Linked DNA regions of Mus musculus: region 1 is linked to region 2. A link is a contact called in public HiChIP or PLAC-seq data. All regions are on one chromosome and are shown on one strand. Each heading gives the region's core, a stretch centred on a gene start, on an enhancer-like site or on the middle of the called end of the contact. The rest is flanking DNA. Distances are from core to core; before and after follow the strand shown. Region 1 holds the start of 2810433D01Rik (RIKEN cDNA 2810433D01 gene). Region 2 holds the start of Fam171a2 (family with sequence similarity 171, member A2).

Region 1 (3,028 bases), core at 108-2,607, 180 kb after region 2:
CCAGATGTAGAGCTTTCAGCTCCTTCTCTAGCACCCTGTCTGCCTGTTGCCATTGCCATGCTCCACCATGACAATAATGAACTAAATAAACCTCTGAACCTGTATGCTAGCCCCAATGTAATGTTTTCCTTTGGAAGAGTTGCTGTAGTCAGCCGGGCGTGGTGGCACACGCCATTAATCCCAGCACTTGGGAGGCAGAGGCAGGCAGATTTCTGAGTTCAAGGCCAGCCTGGTCTACAAAGTGAGTTCCAGGACAGCCAGGGCTACACAGAGAAACCCTGTCTCGAAAAAACAAAACAAAACAAAACAAAAAAAGTTGCTGTAGTCATGGTGTCTCTTCATAGCAATAAAACCCTAACTAGGACAGTAGGCAACAGGGAGCCTTCCCTGGTGAGTGTGTACTTGACTCATTTATGGAATGTGTGAGGAACAGGAACATAGACACACTTCTGAGCAGTCTCTCTCTCTCTCTCTCTCTCTCTCTCTCTCTCTCTCTCTCACACACACACACACTCATACCTATACTTTCATTAGTCCCTATGTGGTCCCCCAGTTCCCTAGATGGACCCTCACCATTGTCTACAGCTAGCATAACTTTGGGCGACAGGTACAGGGCGCACGCACAACTTCTTCTGGCCCTGGATCGAGAGGTGGAAAGAAGACAGGTCTATATTATCAATACAGTATACCTGTGTCCCCTTGGGACTCCTGTCCCTGGGTCCCCAAATGCACCTCACTGCTCCCCCTGCATCTTCACACCCCCTTTTTTGGGGTGAGGGAGGGAGTGTCAAACTCAGGCCCTCTGCTCAGTTAGGCAAGCACTTTACTCAACTGCATCCTGGGCCTCTTTCACCTTCTTGATAAGAACCTGTTTGTACAAGTTCCTGCCTGGCCACAGGGTCTGAGAAGACACAGCCGGATCTCTTTATTAAACATAAGGGCAGATGCTTATCTTTCCTCTCAGAACAGGCTGCTACCTCCTTCTGGGCCATGCCAGCCAAGGGCACTGCCTGGTGAGACAAATTAGGTAACACTGTGCAGACCCCTGATACCTACTGCTGAGAGAGCGTTCAGCACTGGAGGAGGGGAGAGGTGCGGGGGGGAGGGGCCGTGATCCGTGAGGATCAGAGGAGTCTCTTAAAGTTCCTTCTCTCTTCCCTTCTCCTTGCTCCCACCCCCAGCCAGCAGCCCCAGCCCCAGCCATCTCAGTGCCCCCTACCTCTGGAAAAGCTGAATTGGGATTCGATCCCCAGCCAGTTGCTGAGTTCCGGAGCAGCTGTCCCAGGCTTGGGGGGAGGGGGTCAGGAATGCTGGGGCTGAGGCCTGGGCCGCCCCAGACAGAGCCGGCTCTGAATTCTGGGAATGTTTGTGCAGCTGGAGCCCATTAGGGGAGGGAGCTGGGCGCTTATTAATCCCAGCCTTGTTCCCCGGGTGGGGCCAGGGCCCCCGCACACGAGTGAAGGGGGAGGGGGCTTTGTTGGGAGAGGTGGGCCCCAGCCCTCAGGCCCCGCGTGGTTGTGTCTCAGATAGGAGACTGGACATCTACACCTCCCATCTCAGAGTACTGATGTCTATAATCATAGAGCCAGGTGTGGGCAAATGTCAGAGGCCTCTGGGGGTAGGGGGGACGGGACGTGACCAGGTCTGACAGAAGAGCTTTTACTGGGAGAGGCAGGGGACATTACTGGTCCTGAGAGGGACTTTGTATATTCCTGGAGCACCCTCTCTTGCCTTTCAAGAGCTCTTTCTGGCTGGCATCCTGGGTAGTGGAGAAAGGGGGTATGGGGTTCATATCTCCACTGTTTGAAATGTGTTCACAAAGCAGCTCAGGAAAGAGACTGGAGGCAGGGTGTCTGCATACAGTCAAGAGGGTGACATCTCGCAAGAGCTCCAGGAACTGCTATCTACCGGGGCTCCAGCTGGAGGAGTACATTCGAGGATTGTGCAGTGTATGATCTGCTTGGCCATACATAGCACTCTTGGGTGTAGGCTGGGATAACAGGGGCCTGGGTTTGATTCTAAATTGGTAAGCTGTAAGTCAAAAAAATCCAGGCAAGGGTTCCATCTCTACTGGTTAGCTGTGAGACCACGTGTCTCTGATTCTCCCTTCCCCATATGCTAATTGGAATAGTCTGTCCTATGCATCTCGCTGTTTGGCTGGATTGCCAGGGCATGCTAGATAAGTCCTCCACCCCTGGCTTTATCCCCAGCCACGCTAAGCTTCTCGTTCATGCTTGTCGCCCGTTTATGCATCCATGCATGGAGCCATCTGTCAAGCTTAAATGACTGCACGCCAGTCTCTGGTCGCTGAGGACGCTGGGCATTAGGCAGCTCGTACGTGTTGGGTGTGGGCTGGGTCAGTTGCACACACAAATGAAGTATCAATGGGAAATGTGCTTGAGCCTGGTGCTAGGGAGTGTGCAGGGGGAGGCGTGCGTACATCAGCAGTCTCGGGACGATGCTTGGGAAGGCAGCAATGCAGGTCTTATGGGGCAGAGCTGAGGTCCCATTGTAGTTATGGCACCCAGTCAGCTCTGTCACATCTCCAGTGAGGGAGAACTGCAGGTGGTTTGTTAGTTCAGTTCAATTGCACTCCATGTATATGAGTCTTTGCAGGTTAGAAACTCATGCAAGTGTGTGTGTGTGTGTTTGTGTGTGTGTGTGTGTGTATGCACACCCATGTGTCTGCATGTTCTCTGTCTCCACTGGGAAGCCAGGAATGGGTAGAGGGCTGGCTGGGTCAGAGGCTATGATGTCTTTCTCTTCACATTAAGTATGTCTAGAAGAGATGGCATTTCTCTTCCAATGAAAAGCTTCTGTCTCCTATACAGATTAGATGATGTCCAAGGCAGGTCTTGGGCTTCCAGAATTATGTAGGCCTACTTTAAATCCCAGTTTTCTTTCTTTCTTTCTTTCTTTCTTTCTTTCTTTCTTTCTTTCTTTCTTTCTTTCTTTCCTTCTTTCTTTCTCTCTTTCTCTCTCTCTCTCTTCCTTCCTTCCTTCCTTCTTCCCTTCCATCCTCCTCCTC
Region 2 (3,121 bases), core at 210-2,709:
TTGTTCCAGGAGGAAATCCGACCTCCTTCCTTCATCCGGACCCTACTTCCCTCAACCAGACCCCCGCCTTCCGCCTTTCCTGCTAGCTTCTGGTGTGTGTGTGTGTGGGGGGGGGGTGGCATAAGGAGCAAAGAACACTGTTTCAGGATGGAACCGCAGGCAGGGAAGGAAGAGCAATTGTGGGGTGGTGGCGCAGGAACCAGAAAGGTGGGAGAGGGAAGCAGGGATGAGGAGAAGAGAGGCCCAGAGCACCCACGAGTGAGCTGTGGAGTCAGGGTGTCCAGCTCCCAATGCAGGGGCCAGCTCTACCTTCACCTCACACACCCATGTGGGCCAGGTTAGGCGTTAGGAGGGTCAGGGTCTCCTTTGGGGGCGGGGGAATGAGTGAAATGAAGAAGGGAAGCTGGTAGAAGAGAGTAGTAGCAAGAGACAGGCTGGACAAGGACCCAGACACCTGCCCTCTCAGCTGGTACTGCCCACAGCTAGCCAGCCAGCTCAGCATGGCTCCGTGACCACAGCCCTGCCATGCGCCTTGAGCCGGGAATCACAATAACGCCTGTACTCGCCCCCCCCCTTCCAAATGCATCCCCTCCCTCTAGCATGAGCTGATCAGTGTTTATTCGGTGAGCCCCAAATTCTAAACCTGGGGGGGGATTGGCTAGAAGCTGTCAGGCTCCTGGGTGAAAACCCCATTCGAGCAGTCAATCCCGCCTACAGCCTCACCCACTCCCCCTCTCCCCTCCCCCCTCGCAGCCCAGCTCTAAGCTCCCAGCCCCAGTCCGGCCAGGGTGGCAGCCGATGTCTGCGCCCCCACCCAGCCTGGGTCGCAGCTAGGGACCCGCGGGGGGCTGCGGAGCCGGCGCCCGCCCCAGCCCGCCCCTGGGCGGGTGTCTTCCGCAGACAATAGCTCTGGCTGCAGTGCCTCGCGGACCAGGAGGGAGAAAAACAAGTCGGAGGAGGCGGCAGCGCCGAGCCTGGAGACCCTCGCCCTCTCCATTGTGTCTCCCCAAGACCCCCGCAGCAAACAGTCCCCCAATCTCTCCCCCAGAAGCACCGATCTCAGGTCGCCTTCCCCCCGCCATCCTGGGAGCAGAATGCATCCCAAGTCACTAGCACCGTGAAGAGGGGGCCAGCGGTGGCAGCCGATCACAGGGTACAGGCCCACGATCGCCGCCCCTCGAGGCCGATACTCACCCTGCGGGCTGGGGGGCTCCGGCGGAGACTTGCCGGGAGCCCGGGAGGCGCCGCCGAGCAGCAGCCCCAGCAGCGGCAGCAGCCGCGCGAGGACGCCGGGGCCACTCGGCGGCGGCATCGCGGGGCTCGGCCGGGCCCTAGCGGTCCATCGTTGCCGCCCGGCCCTGATCGGCCGGCCCCGCTCAGCCCCAGTTCTGCACCGCTCTGTGCAGCTCCGGGTTGGGCTCCCGCTCCGGCTGCGGCGCCCGCTCGGCGCGATTGTCTCTGCCCGGAGCGGCCGCCAGCGCCCCCTGCAGTCGACACCCGGCACGGCGGGCCAGCGGGCACCGCCCCCTCGAGGCCCGGCTCTGCCTGCAGCCCACCCGGCAGCCCCCACCCGGTAACCCAAGATTCCAGACAGCAATGGAGTGCAGCGATTAGGGGGCAATTACCCGGGTTGGGGTTGGAGAGCTCTTGAGATGTGGTGTAAAATTGAGGGGTAGGAGAATGGCTATTGCCTACTCCTAAGGGCTGTAGTTGGAAAGAGTGAGAATTTTCTTCTCCCACACCGAGAGCTCCGTAGTGTTGAGGAGGCTGCGGTCTCCATCCAACATTGGGAAGCTGACCTGTGGTCATGTCAGCCTCCTCCCCCGCCCCCCATGACTTCCATTCAGAAACAGGCAAGACAAGTTCCTTACAGCCTTCTTAGCCTCTCTTGCTTTAAAGAGGATGGTCTGAAGTTCAGAATGACCTCGAACTCATGGCCCTTTTCCTGCCTCCGCTTCCAGAGTGTTGGGATTTCAAATGCAAGCCGCTATATTCAGCCTCACTTATCCTTTAAAGTGACAATCATAATAATCTCTACCTAGTAACGTGGTTGAGATACCAAGGTGTGTGTGAGGGGTGGTTCGGGGTGATGGTGGAGGAATGCCAGGCACCTTTTATCCCAACAGGAAGAGCTCTGTGAGTTCAAGGCCACTTTGCTCTACATAGCCAGTTCCTGGTCCTCTGACACAAGTCTGACAGGTGCACCGGTGCAGTAAGTGGTGCTATTGTTGGCCGGGGAGGGGCTTGCCTCCCTTGGAGTAATAAGACCTCCTTCTGGAGGAGACATCTGGCTAGAGAGGTTTTGTAGAAGTGGAAGCAGACGCCTCCCCCCACAAAAGAATCCCATTGGTTCCGGCATCCTGATTGACAAACTGGATCTTCCTTCGCTGAACCCCATGTTTGAAGACAAGCTCCCAAACAACCTTTCTCTCCTTATCGTTTCTGGCTGTCACTATCCCTTAGCTTCTGTTTTGCGTCGTTCTCTCTGCCCAGTCACCTCTTCAGCACAGCCTGCTACCCAGGAGACCTATGACAAGGATGGCTTCCCCTAGGGGACGCAGCAGGCTTCCCTCTGACTAAGTCTCTCTACTTAAGGGGGCAAAGTCACCAGGTCTTTCCCTTCATCCCTTCCTTTCCTCTTTCCCTCTTTTCCTTCTTTCTTTCTCCTCCCCTCATTTCCATCTGTTTCCTCTTCCTCCTCCTTCTTCTCACCGCCCCCGCCCCCCACCTCAGACCCTGGAGTAGCCAGCCAAGGGTAGAGGGGATTGCACGCAGCATCTCTTCCTTTTTAATAGAGATTTCCGTGTAACCATATTTCCCAGTTCTGTGCTTATGTAACTTTTTTTTTTTTTTTTTTTTTTTTTTTGGAACCTAAGTGCAGGCTTTAGCGCTCTTCCTTGGTGAATTTCATCGTGTTGGTCTCAAGCCGACTTCACAATCTGTCAGAGCTCCCTGGAATCTGCCTTGCTTGCCCACTGTATTATCCCTGTGCCTGCCACAGCCAGGAGTTATCTGTGGGGCAGAGAGGCTACTGCTGCCTTCGTTCAAGGATCTCCTGATGTCTCTAGGCAGCCCAGAGTTGACATGGAGCTGAGACACCCCAGAGAGACCCCCCCACCGC

The links. HiChIP or PLAC-seq counts read pairs in DNA pulled down with a chosen protein or histone mark.
Region 1: an H3K4me3 HiChIP or PLAC-seq map of embryonic stem cells shows a contact between it and region 2, with 16 read pairs. The contact joins the promoter of 2810433D01Rik here to the promoter of Fam171a2 in region 2. A contact is called at or near these places in 3 of 39 promoter capture datasets (all in embryonic stem cells), 4 of 115 datasets of contacts at active chromatin or transcription factors (embryonic stem cells and pancreatic cancer cells) and 2 of 9 other capture datasets (embryonic stem cells and pancreatic islet).

Annotation. Positions count from the first base shown.
Region 1 is chr11:102,623,059-102,626,086 of GRCm38.p6, forward strand. 2810433D01Rik (RIKEN cDNA 2810433D01 gene) reads right to left here and starts at 1,358. Exons shown (of 4, transcript NR_033474.1): 1 at 1,220-1,358.
Region 2 is chr11:102,446,204-102,449,324 of GRCm38.p6, forward strand. Fam171a2 (family with sequence similarity 171, member A2) reads right to left here and starts at 1,460. Exons shown (of 8, transcript NM_199200.2): 1 at 1,195-1,460. The coding sequence starts at 1,312.